2 separate regions of the Pan troglodytes genome follow, and region 1 is linked to region 2. A link is a contact called in public HiChIP or PLAC-seq data. All regions are on one chromosome and are shown on one strand. Each heading gives the region's core, a stretch centred on a gene start, on an enhancer-like site or on the middle of the called end of the contact. The rest is flanking DNA. Distances are from core to core; before and after follow the strand shown. Region 1 holds the start of NME1 (NME/NM23 nucleoside diphosphate kinase 1). Region 2 holds the start of TOB1 (transducer of ERBB2, 1).

Region 1 (6,197 bases), core at 2,539-5,038, 280 kb before region 2:
TCTCTCACTCTTGCACTCTCTTGCCATTCCATTCTGTCATGGGATGATACAGCAAGAAAACCTTCATTAGATGCCAGCTCCTTGACCTTGGACACCATATTCTCCTCTCAGCATGAACATCAGTCTACCCTCTTTTACATTAAAGCAGTTTTTCTTTTCTTTTTTTTTGGAGACGGAGCCTCCCAAAGTGCTGGGATGACAGGCGAGTCACTGTGCCAGCCCTAAAGCAGTTTTTCTAAAATATCACATAGGAAGTAAATTGCAAGTCAAACTAAATTTTAAAATGCACTGGAAGGGTCCAAAATTGATTCCCTTTTAGAAAACATACTATCCCCTATTTGATTTGAGAATTGGAATTCTTTTTTTTTTTTTTTTTTTTTTTTTTTTTGAGACAGAGTCTCCCTCCCTCTGTTGCCCAGGCTGCAGTGTGGTGCAATATCGGCTCACTGAAACCTCCGCCTCCTGGGTTCAAAAGCAATTCTTTTTTTTGGAGATGGAGTTTTGCTCTTGTTGCACAGGCTGGAGTGCAATGATGCGATCTCGGTCACTGCAACCTCCACCTCCCCATTTCAAGCGATTCTCCTGTCTCAGCCTCCCGAGTAGCTGGGATTACAGGCGCATGCCACCACGCCTGGCTAATTTTTGTATTTTTAGTAGAGACGGGGTTTCATCATATTGGTCAGGCTGTCTCGAACTCCTGACCTCAGGTGATCCGCCCGCCTCAGCCTCCCAAAATGCTAGGATTACAGGTATGAGCCACCGCACCTGGCTGGTTCAAGCAATTCTTATGTCTCAGCCTGCCGAATAGCTGGGATTACAGGCACCCACCCTGATGCCCGGCTAATTTTTGTATTTTTAGTAGAGACGGGGTTTCGCAATGTTGGCCAGGCTGGTCTTGAACTCCTGACCTCAAGTGACCAGCCCGCCTTGGCTTCCCAAAGTGCTGGGATTACAGGCATGAGCCACTACGCCCCACCCAGCCGAGAATTTGGATTATCTCTAGAATTTGTTTGAAGAAGGGTTATTGGTCAGTCAATCCTTTGCATTTATCAAAAGATTGCTTTGTAAGTAGCTTGCAGGTACGTCTGCTCTCTGCTATTTCAGAAGAACCTCCCCAAAACCAAAACCATAGTTTTCCTCCACAAGCTCCTATGATACGTAATATATGCTAAATAATAAGCATTTATTAGTGTCTAGTAATTGATGATGGAAAGACTTTCTTGCTAAAAAAAACAACCTGTCTCAAAGGGGGAAAAAAATCTCTCTAAAATTATCTGCTCAGGAAGCTCAAGACCAAGAACTCAAACATGCTCAGCTCTCAGTCAGAAATTACAGAGATGCAGTCATATGTGGAACTCTGCACTGCTTTCCCCGTAGCAATGCACCTCCTATTACAGAGACTATTTTGGAAAATCCTAAATAACTTGGTTTGTTCCAAGATGTAGCCAAACGCTAGGGCACTGAGGAGTTTCCAGGTCTCAAGACACTTGTGTTCACTCTACCGTGGAGAACTTTAAATAAGAAAGACGGGGAGAAACAGGTTAATCACAGTGTTCTCCTATACTATGAAGGAATCAAAATGGGAACAATGAAGTCCACTTACTTGCATGAATTTCAGACCAACAAGGCGGAATCCTTTCTGCTCAAAACGCTTGATAATCTCTCCCACAAGACCCCGCTGGACCCCATCTGGTTTGATCGCAATGAAGGTACGCTCACAGTTGGCCATGGTCCTGGGGATAGGCAGGTAGAGGAATGAAACAGCAGTGAATCACTTGCCTACATCGTCATCCGTCTCAAGCGGATTATACCATAAAGCTGGTTTAAATCTGTCGGGTCAGCTCCAGGTCTCCCTCTGGTAAAAACCCAATTCCTCCCCAGTCCCCTGATCTATGAACTAATATGTCAATGTGGGAAAGGATCCAAAAGCAAGGACTATAATTTCTATCCCATTTGATTTATTTTATTTTCATTTGTTTTGGTTTTTGTGGGGTTTTTTTAGAGATGGGGTTTCGCTATGTTGCCCACGCTGGTCTCGAACTCCTGTCCTCAAGTGATCTGCCCACCTCGGCCTACCAAAGTGCTGGGATTATGGCCATGAGCCACCACACCCAGCCCCATTTGACTTTTTTTTTTTGGTATGGAGTCTTGCTCTTTCGCCCAGGATGGAGTGCAGTGGTGCGACCTTGGCTCACTGCAACCTCCACTTCCCAGGCAAGCAATTCTCCTACCTCAACCTCCCAAATAGCTGGGACTACAGGCGCGTGCCACCACACCCAGCTAATTTCTGTATTTTTTTTTAGTAGAGATGGGGTTTCACCATGTTGGCCAGGCTGGTCTCCAACTCCTGACCTCAAGTAATCCGCCCACCTCAGCCTCCCAAAGTGCTGGGATTAAAGGCGTGAGCCCCATGAGCCTGGCCACCATTTGATTTAATAAGCTTCTTTTAAACATTTACTGTGTACCAAACACTGTGGTGGAACTAGGATACAGGATGTTAAAAACAAGGCACTATCTTTCTCAATAATCAAGCTTGGGAGAAACTACACTGATGAAAAGTTTTACTAATGTGAAAGTGATGTCCGGTACAAAGCAGTGAGAAATAATAGTTTGACTTAATGCCACAGCCATAGCATTAGGGGTTTTAGAGAATATATCTTTACAACCCCCTTCATTTTACAAATGAGGAAACAGGACCACAGCACCAGAATGAAGGCCAAAACCCAGAATTCCCAACCCATTAATCCATTCTTGTAATGTTATGCTACACTTTACAATGCAAAGAATATTTTGACTAGCCAATAAACGGTGGGGTGTGGGAGAACTACAGACATTAGGAATATCTGATACGGGACATCATACTGAAAGGAAGCCTAGAGAGTACCTATTCCGTCCAGATCCCTCATTTTACAGAAGACTGCGCTCATGACCTACCCTGTATCACAGCTTGAGATAGGAGGCCCCTCGCCTTGAAAGACGATCCCTAAAGTAGACAGTAGCACCACCTCTTGGCCCCATCTTCCTGTCCTTTAGTTAACCTCTTCTTACAGCATCTTAGCACTGTAGTCCAATTTTCTGTTTGTGTGTCTGCCTCCCCTGCACACCAGGCTGATTTACTCCTGTGTAGGTCTATGGTACCTAGCCACAGGGCCTAGCAGTCAATAGGAGCAAAGAAAATCATTTATCATCATTCTGCAACTTCCAAAAAAAAAAAAAAAAAAGAGACAAAGCCCAAAGACTGCGGAGAATCGCCCGATGGGGTGCGGGGCAAGCATAAATTGTCCAGGAGAAAACAGGACTAAAGCGCCAGAAATAGACCCTAAAAATGTCCCTCCACATCGGTCCCGGTGACACAACAGTAAGCACTCAGTGCTTGCCGAATGAATGACACACACACCCGTCATTTATTCAGCAAGCACTTACAGAGCGCCAACTCCGTGCCCGGCACTGCTCTCGACAGACATAAATAAGGCACAGCCCTGTCGTCGCGGCCTGACGAGAAAGGCGGCCACCGACAAAGGCGAGTCCACGTGGCGTGGGACGTGCGCCGACCGGTCTGCACTTGTCCACAGGCGCTCCCTGCCCCTCCTCCCATCCGATCCTCCTCGCCGCCTCTTAGAGCTGAACTCATCTCTTCACTAACTCCTCACCTAACCCACTCCCGCATCTACACTCCTTTCTTTTTCCTCTCAGGATCCCGAACACCTCTTACCCTTCCAGCTGCTTAGGTGTGAACTCCGGCTGCAGCCGCCAGCACCCGAAACGCGCCCGGGACCCACGTGGTTCGCAGCACTTGCACGCACGGAACGCTTCTGCGCAGATCCGCTGCCGGAGAGCCCATTTTGTAGAACACCGCTCGCCCACGCTTCCTCTTGGGAGTAGGCAGTCATTCTAGGGAACAACTTTCTGCAGTTTAACTTCCGGCGCTAGCTTTTTCAGACCTTTCCGGTTAGCTGCTTGCTTTCTTCCCTCCACCCCCGGGTTCTCTGAGTCACTTCCTTCGTTCGCGAGCAAATTGGCTTCCCGAGAGGTGGCGCTCACACGTTGCGTGAAGTCCAAAGAGTGCCTGACCTAGAAGACTTTTCGCTCCCGCTTTGTGTTTATTCACCTTTTCTAGCCTGTCAAGCAAAAAATTTTGAGTACCTACTATGTGGACGCATTATTCTAGGCCCTAGGGATACAACAGTATGCTCTCTTGGAGCTTCTGGGAGGGATGGGAGTATAGGAAAACAAGAAGCAAATAAGCAAATTAATATGTAATGGATCGCATTTTGTAAGTGCTGTGAAGAAAAGGCCAGAGAAATCTCTGAGGAAGTGATAATAGAATAGACCTGCATGAAGTGAGGGAGCCAGCCCAGTGATTCTTCGAGAGCCAAGTATTACGGTGGACATCGAGTGGTGGAAAATGCCGTTAGAATAGAGCCAAATCTTATGTTGTGAGATGCCAATACAGATTTTGCACAAGGCATGACATCATCACTAACAAACGTTTTCAAAAAAACATTCCCACTGCTCTAAGGGGAAATGAACGGGGGAAAGGTACAAAAATGGAATCAGGAGCCGTTTCAACAAATGATGCTGGAGCAATTGGACGAATATAGACCCAAAGAACCTCAACCTAAACCTCACAACTTATACAAAATTTACTCAAAATGAATCATAGATTTAAATGTAAAACAATAAATCACTTATGGGGAAAAAAAAAGTTAAAAAAAATCCTCAGGACCTAGGGCCAGGCAAATAGTTTTTAGACGACACCAAAAGACCAATCTATACAGGGAAAAAGTTGATAAATTGGAACTTACTGAAATTTAAAACTTTTGGCCGAGCGTGGTGGCTCACGCCTGTAATCCCAGCACGCTGGGAAGCAGCGGCGGGAGGATCACTTGAGCTCAGGAATTCGAGACCAGCCTGGGCAACATAGTGAAACCCCGTCTCTACTAAACATACAAAAATGAGCCGGGCGTGGTTGCAGGCGCCTGTAGTCCCAGCTACTCGGGAGGCTGAGGCAGGAGAATCGCTTGAACCCGGGAGGCAGAGGTTGCAGTGAGCCGAGATTGCGCCAGGGCACTCCAGCCTGGGTGACAGAGCGAGACTCGGTCTCAAAAAAACAAAAAATAAATAAAATAAATAAGTAAAATTTCATTATTCTCCTGTTTTCTTTTTTTTCTTTTTGAGACCGAGTCTCGCTTTGGCGCCCAGGCCGGAGCGCAGTTGCACGATGTCGGTTCATTGCAAACTCCGCCATCCGGGTTCAAGCGATTCTCGTGACTCAGCTTCCCGCGTAGCTGGGACTACAGGCGTCTGCCACCACGCCCGGTATTTTCTGTTTTGTTTTTTTTTAGACGGAGCCTTGCCAGGTCGCCCAGGGTGGAGTGCAGTGGTGCGATCTCGGCTCACTGCAACCTCCGCCTCCCGGGTTCAAGCGAATCTCCTGCCCCAGCCTCCCGAGCAGCTGGGATTACAGGTGCCCACCACCACACCCGGCTACTTTTTGTATTTTTAGTAGAGACGGGGTTTCACCATGTTGGCCAGGTTGGTCTCAAACTCTTGACCTCGTGATCCGCCCGCCTCAGCCTCCCAAAGTGCTGAGATTACAGGCATGAGCCACCGCGCCTGGCCCTAATTTTTGTATTTTTAGTACAGACGGGTTTTCACTATGCTGGCCAGGCTGGTATCGAACTCCTGACCTCAAGTGTTCCATCTGCCTCGGCCTACCAAAGTGCAGGGATTACAGGCATGAGCCACCGTGCTCGGCCTTTATTTATTTATTTGTTTATTTATTTATTGAGATGCAGTCTTGCTCTGTCGCCCAGGCTGGAGTGCCTTGGCGGATCTCAGCTCACTGCAACCTCTGCCTCCCACGTTCAAGTGATTCTCCTGCCTCAGCCTCCCGAGTAGCTGGGACTACAGGCGTGCACCACCACGCCCGGCTAATTTTTGTATTTTTAGTAGAGACGGGGTTTCACCATGTTGGCCAGGCTGGTCTCAAACTCCTGACCTCAGGTGATCAGCCCACCTTGGCCTCACAGAGTGCTGGGATTACAGGCGTGAGCCACTGTGCCCTGCAGAAAAGAAATTTAAAACTTTTGTCCTGTGAAAGACCTTTTGAAGAGGACGAAAAAACAAGCTAGAGTGGAAGGAAATATTTCCAAACCACATATCAGATAAAGGCCTTCTCTTCATTTGAAGGTTTG
Region 2 (6,298 bases), core at 1,168-3,667:
TTTCTTTTTTGAAACGAAGTTTTGCTCCTGTTGCCTAGGCTGGAGTGCAATGGCGCGATCCCAGCTCACCGCAACCTCTGCCTCCCTGGTTCAAGTGATTCTCCTGCCTCAGCCTCCCGAGTAGCTGGGATTACAGGCATGCGCCACCATGCCAGGCTAATTTTGTATTTTTAGTAGAGACAGGGTTTCTCCACGTTGGTCAAGCTGATCTCGAGCTCCCGACCTCAGATGATCCGCCCACCTTGGCCTCCCAAAGTACTGGGATTACAGGCGAGAGCCACCGCGCCCTGACTTGCAATCTGTCTTTGAAAAACAGCTGCAGTATGTATGTTAGGAACATTGAGTTTTAAGGGCGGAATATTTTATTTATTTATTTTTTTGAGAGAGAGTCTCGCTCTGTCGGCCAGCAGGAGTGCAGTGGCACGATCTCAGCGCACTGCAACCTCCATCTCCCAGGCTCAAGCAATTCTCCTGCCTCAGCCTCCCAAGTAGCTGGGATTACAGGCGTGTGCCACTACACCTGGCTAATTTTTGTATTTTCAGTAGAGACGGGGTTTCACCGTGTTGGCCAGGCTGGTCTCAAATTCCTGAGCTCAGGTAATCTGCCTGCCTCAGCCTCCCAAAGTGCTGGGATTACAGGCGTAAGCCACTGCTCCCAGCCAAGTGTGGAATTTTTTTTTAATTGAAGGAGACATTAGATATGATCTAATTCAACCCTTTTTATAGGTGAGAAAACTAAAAGTTTATAGAAACTGGTGTGAAACTCAGACCTCCCAGTACCCACCCTTCATTGCTTTTTCCAGTATGCCATGGGGCCTCCGTGTGTGGTTGTGTGGTGTGTGTGTGTGTGTTTATATTTGGTCAGACATCTTCTTACACTCCTAGGCCAAGCAGCAATAACTCATAAATTTTTGACATCTACATTTCTGACTTAAAAATGCTTTTAATGCTACTGATATTTAATCAGTACCTATCAGATGACTGCTCTCATATTTCAAATCTGGAATTACAGATTGAAGACATTCAGAAAAGAGAACTTGTCCCTTCTCTTTAGAGAATTATTGAAAAGTACAGATAAGTTTGACAAAATTACAATTCATCTATCCTTAGACATTTTAGTCTCAGCCATGCCTAATATGCCCCCCCAATATAAAATTACTAATCAAGACACATGGTCCCGCAGTTCTAGATGTTTCGTACAGTACCATTATTTGCCTAATGGTAAAAGAAGTTGTGCTTCTAGAACACGTGAAAAATGAAGTGTTTCTTTTGGTAAGGCATTCCAAGGATATCCTGTCTAGTTTCTTGAAATTTCTGTGCTTAATTAGAAAACTAAAAATAACTCACTTTTATTACAGATGGACTTGTCATTACAGAAAACCAAAAACAAACAAATAAAAAAAGAAAACTGAACAAATCATTTATATTTGACGTTTTGATGACATTTCAATGCAGAGGAAGGGACATTTTAATTTAAATGCTTTCACAGTTTTGCCATACTTTCACATTTCAATTCCACTCCTGTTTGCAACTAAAAAACCCAAACACTAAAAAAAAAAAAAAAAAAAAAAAAAAAAAAAATCACATTAATCAGAATTTAAGGAGTCACTTAGTAAAACTATGTTTTAGGAATCTGTACAATAAACATGAAATCAGTCACCTGACCACTCCCCACCCTCAGCCCATTCCACAAACCCATCTTCCCACCCCTTCTCCTACGCATTGAGCCTTCAGAAATACCCTTTCTCAGTGCGGTTCCTTCTAAAAAGGAGAGGCGGGAGAGTCAGGGTGGAGAAGGAGGCTCCAACCAGATTTTGCGTCCACAAAGCCAAAAGCTTCTAGGCCTGACATGTACGGCGGGTTTGTGCCCGAGGAGCACAGCTGGTCTACACGGGCCCGCCCCGTAGACACCCTACTCCTCGGTGAGCTGCGGTTTAACTTCCTTATAGCAGGTTGAGAGTGCAGGCCCCAACGTTTGGAGGGGAAGGCGGCGCCCCAACTGGTGTTTTTCCAGGAAGTGCTCCAAGAATGGAGAGGAGAGGGGAAAGGGGAAAGGGGAAGGCCAGGCGATGGGCGTTTCATTCATTGCTTCTTTCTCCCCGTCCCCTCCTTTGCTCCCCCCAGACTTTCCCCTTTTCCCAGTCCGAGTTTGACGTCGGTCTCCTGGATACCAGGCAGCCAATCGCCTCGCTGCGAAGGGACCAGCGCAGCCAATCAGGCGTCGTTGCTACCTGTGAGTAATATTTTTAGCTGAGAAGGACGCTCGATTCCACTCCCGATGTAATTTCGTGTATTTCTCTGGGGCAGGTTGTGAAAAAGGCACTTACCCGCCCCCCACCACGAGTCCCTCTCTTACCCCACTCCCTAGGTACCCGCACATATTTCAGCCAAGAATGATCTTAAACGCGCTTTACAAGCAGTCACCGCGTTTATTCTGTGCACCTGCGATCCAGCAAGCCCTAGAAATGCACGCATGCGTGTGTGTGTAGACATGGACACAGATACATACGCAGTTTGGCCTCGTGTCGCCACACTCTGGGCACGGCGTGGGCTGGGACATTTGGAATAAACGGATCCGAGTCGCAGCCGGGGTCGCACCGGGAGGCCTGAGGCTGCGGAAGCAGTTAAACTGCCGGCGGGGCGGGAGCTGTGGCGGCCTCCCTTCCCCACCCCCAGCCCGGCTCCACGTCTTTGGGTTCTGCAGCTGCCACTCTCTGGGTGGCGGTTGGCCTAGGCCTTGGGGTGATTAATATTCAATTAATCGGGTGCACAAGTCCCGGTCACAGTTTGCCCTTTCTCTACCCCGCCCCTGGGGTGGGCTGGAGGCCGATTTGGTAGCTATTCCACGAGCAGGATCCTCCTTGGCCGCAGACCCCCGCGGAGAGGGCACTTTCTGGGTACTCTTGCCGCTCCTCCAGTCCCGGTTCTCCTGAGCCGCTTCGCCACCAGCTTCGTCCCCCTCCCCCTCTGCCCGGCGCTCTCCGCCTAAACCGGGCGTCAGCCGCCCTACCCCACCCCTTTCTCTCTCATTGGCACGTCTACCCCCACAGTCCCTTTCCAGACGTTCTCTTCATTCCGTCCCCAGTGCTCCGATCGTCGGTTCATTGGCCCTCCTGGAGCCCGGAGGGTGCGGCTTCCCCACCCCTGCGTCCACCGCGCGTCCGGACAGGGGCAGGCGGGACTTGGCCAATGGCGTCGGGGGGCAGGGCAGGGGCGGAGCCGGCCGGCGGGGGACCGGGGTGCGGGGCGGGGAGCGCGGGGAATGGCTGCGCCGCCGGAGCTGTGTGACGCGGGGCGGGCGCGCGCACCCCGACGGAGGGGATGGGGGCGGGGAGGAGGCCATAAAACGAGAGGCGGGGCGCGCGCCGCGGCAGAAGGAGCGAAGCTCTGGCCCGGCGTGGAGCGGGCGCACTACGGGGACGCTGGGCCGGGCACCGGGCTGTGTGGAGAAGTGAGCGCGCTCGTCTGACCCCCGTGCCCGCCACCCCGAGCCACCAACGGCGATCTCCCAAGGCCTGCCCGAGGCCTCTGTCCTCTGTCCTCAGCCCCGCAGCGGCGACGTCTTGCACTCGGCGAGCTCGCCGCTCCCGACCCTCCCGCGCCCCCGCCCTGCCGCGCTGCTCCCCGCCCAGCCGCGGGTCTGTGGTCCAAGCCGCCCCGAAGCAGCCCGTAAGTATCTCGGGGCGCCGGGCGGGGTCGGCGAGGAGACGGGAGCCCCGGGCCCAGGCGGCGGAGGAGGGGCTGCAGCGGCGTCGAGCCCTGGGCCCTCGGGAGCTCGGGGACGGCGGGGTCGCGGCCCTGGGCGCCGAGGGGGCAGCGCCAGGACCCGAGGGGAGCGGCTCCGAGGGGCCGCCGGCGCGTCGGGCTCGTCCTGGGCAGTTGACCGGGGACGGGCGGCCCGGGGCGAGCTGACGGGAATTGGGGGGTTGGGGTGCCCGGAGGAGCGACGAGCTCGCGGTGGAACGCTGGGGTTCGAGGGGCCGGTGGCCGCGAGGCTGAAAATGGTGCCGAGGAACCGGTGCTCCCCCAGGCTCTGGCCGGGTCCCAGGAGCCCGGGGCGGGGGCCACGGGGCGGGGAGCAGCGGGTCGGGTTACGGCGGGGGAGGGGAGGCGCCCCGACCTGCTCGGTGCTGGGTGCCCAGCCGGGAGAGGTTGCTCTTCCATTTCCCGGGCCTTCCTCCTCCTTCTCCGAGGAGGCTCGTACTCTCTTCCTCCTCCACCTCCACCTCCTCTTGCTGTTGCTGCTGCTGTAGCGCTTGGGCTCCGAGGGCTGTGAGCAGAAATCTAATGAGATCTAACTGGCTGTTTATGTAATTCTTCACACTCCTGCCTGTCTTAAGGCGTTGCTTTGTAACTACCTTCCACCGAGCCTGAATTTCGCTCGGCTGCACCTTCAAGCAATTGGGCTTAATCAGCTGCCTCTGCCGGCACTCAGGCTTTTGACTTGGAAAGTGTTTGTAGTTTGGGGGCAGCCAGAGATTCTTTTTCCCTTTGTCACCACGAATATGGAAAATAGAACAGACGAATTAAGACCAACTTGATTTTTAAACGTACTTTGAAATCAACTTCAGTGTGCAAATAGATCCCTTTCGCAAATATCTTCTGTTTGCCCTTGATCTTTTCTTATCCCCACCCAGTGCTGATCCAGCAAACGTTTAAAGGTCGACCTTACCATACTTGCCTCTCCGGCTGTTACCGTGAGAGGGAGGGAGGGAGAGAGGGACGGACGGAGGTTTTTAAAAATCAGACTAAAACTCAGAAACCCTGGCCTTAAAAAGAATAATCAATAGTTTTAATTTGTGTCTTTGCTTTTGTTATACTTGCTGCCGAATAGGTATTTTCAGATTTAGAAAAATACACATTGAAAACAAAAGGCCCAGAGAAGCTGGATTTTATTATATTGTATGCTCTTAGTATACTTAAGGCCGAAACTATATAGAATAATTTGGTTCATAATTATTTACTAGGATGAAATTCATTTAGTACTCAGTGTCTTTAATTTTAGCATCATGTACTATGGAAATTAAAATGATCTTCCTAACTTACCAAATTTTTAAATGTCAGTGACAGAGCAGATTTAAACAGTATATATCCAAAGTAAACTAAAACGTGGATTCACTTCTAAGTTGGTGAATAACAATAAAAATTACTACCTAAAAATGGCATCTATATATATGGGGGTGGCGGGAGGATGCTGAGTACAATAAATATTCTTGTGAGAACTGAGGAGAGAAGAATGCATGTTCTAGAGATTTTTCTTCTTAGAACTCTATTCAGAAACAGGTTTTTAAAAGCATTATTTCATTTGTAAATCTACATTTTCCTGTGTGATTTTAAACTTTAATAAACGATTTTCTATTTTATGTTTATTTTGTGCTAGTAACAGTTTTCAGGCTTTCTGTCCTAGTAGACATTTTCTTTTTCTTTTTATCCTTAGCAGACTAACACAGGATCTTAGACATTTTGAAAGGTGAAATTACTTTGGAGGGGGGAAGGTCATGGGACTTATATTACATTTATCTTATTTGGATATGTTTGCTTTTGTTTTAAGGAACAAGATCACTCAAGGTGAAGGATAATCTACTAATACCAGCACTTTGAATGAAAATTTGTTTCTCTGCCACAAACTGAACATCTTTTTTTTTTTTTTTTTTTTGGTGGGGGAGTTGAAACCTAATTTTGTGGCGTAGCAGCTATGCAGCTTGAAATCCAAGTAGCACTAAATTTTATTATTTCGTATTTGTACAATAAGCTTCCCAGGAGACGTGTCAACATTTTTGGTGAAGAACTTGAAAGACTTCTTAAGAAGAAATATGAAGGGCACTGGTATCCTGAAAAGCCATACAAAGGATCGGGGTTTAGATGTATACACATAGGGGAGAAAGTGGACCCAGTGATTGAACAAGCATCCAAAGAGAGTGGTTTGGACATTGATGATGTTCGTGGCAATCTGCCACAGGATCTTAGTGTTTGGATCGACCCATTTGAGGTTTCTTACCAAATTGGTGAAAAGGGACCAGTGAAGGTGCTTTACGTGGATGATAATAATGAAAATGGATGTGAGTTGGATAAGGAGATCAAAAACAGCTTTAACCCAGAGGCCCAGGTTTTTATGCCCATAAGTGACCCAGCCTCATCAGTGTCCAGCTCTCCATCGCCTCCTTTTGGTCACTCTGCTGCTGTAAGCCCTACCTTCATGCCCCGGTCCACTCAGCCTTTAACCTTTACCACTGCCACTTTTGCTGCCACCAAGTTCGGCTCTACCAAAATGAAGAATAGTGGCCGTAGCAACAAGGTT

The links. HiChIP or PLAC-seq counts read pairs in DNA pulled down with a chosen protein or histone mark.
Region 1: an H3K4me3 HiChIP or PLAC-seq map of stem cell-derived excitatory neurons shows a contact between it and region 2, with 4 times the contacts expected there. The contact joins the promoter of NME1 here to the promoter of TOB1 in region 2. A contact is called at or near these places in 2 of 7 Hi-C or Micro-C datasets (induced pluripotent stem cells and stem cell-derived neural progenitor cells) and 1 of 1 datasets of contacts at active chromatin or transcription factors (stem cell-derived excitatory neurons).

What each region holds. Positions count from the first base shown.
Region 1 is chr19:64,288,216-64,294,412 of NHGRI_mPanTro3-v2.0_pri, reverse strand. NME1 (NME/NM23 nucleoside diphosphate kinase 1) reads right to left here and starts at 3,788. Exons shown (of 5, transcript NM_001204512.1): 1 at 3,713-3,788; 2 at 1,604-1,733. The coding sequence starts at 1,729.
Region 2 is chr19:64,001,914-64,008,211 of NHGRI_mPanTro3-v2.0_pri, reverse strand. TOB1 (transducer of ERBB2, 1) reads left to right here and starts at 2,417. Exons shown (of 2, transcript XM_063799843.1): 1 at 2,417-3,669; 2 at 5,552-6,298. The coding sequence starts at 5,696. It overlaps LOC107969272 (a long non-coding RNA gene), which reads right to left and starts at 2,594. Exons shown (of 8, transcript XR_010153332.1): 1 at 2,510-2,594.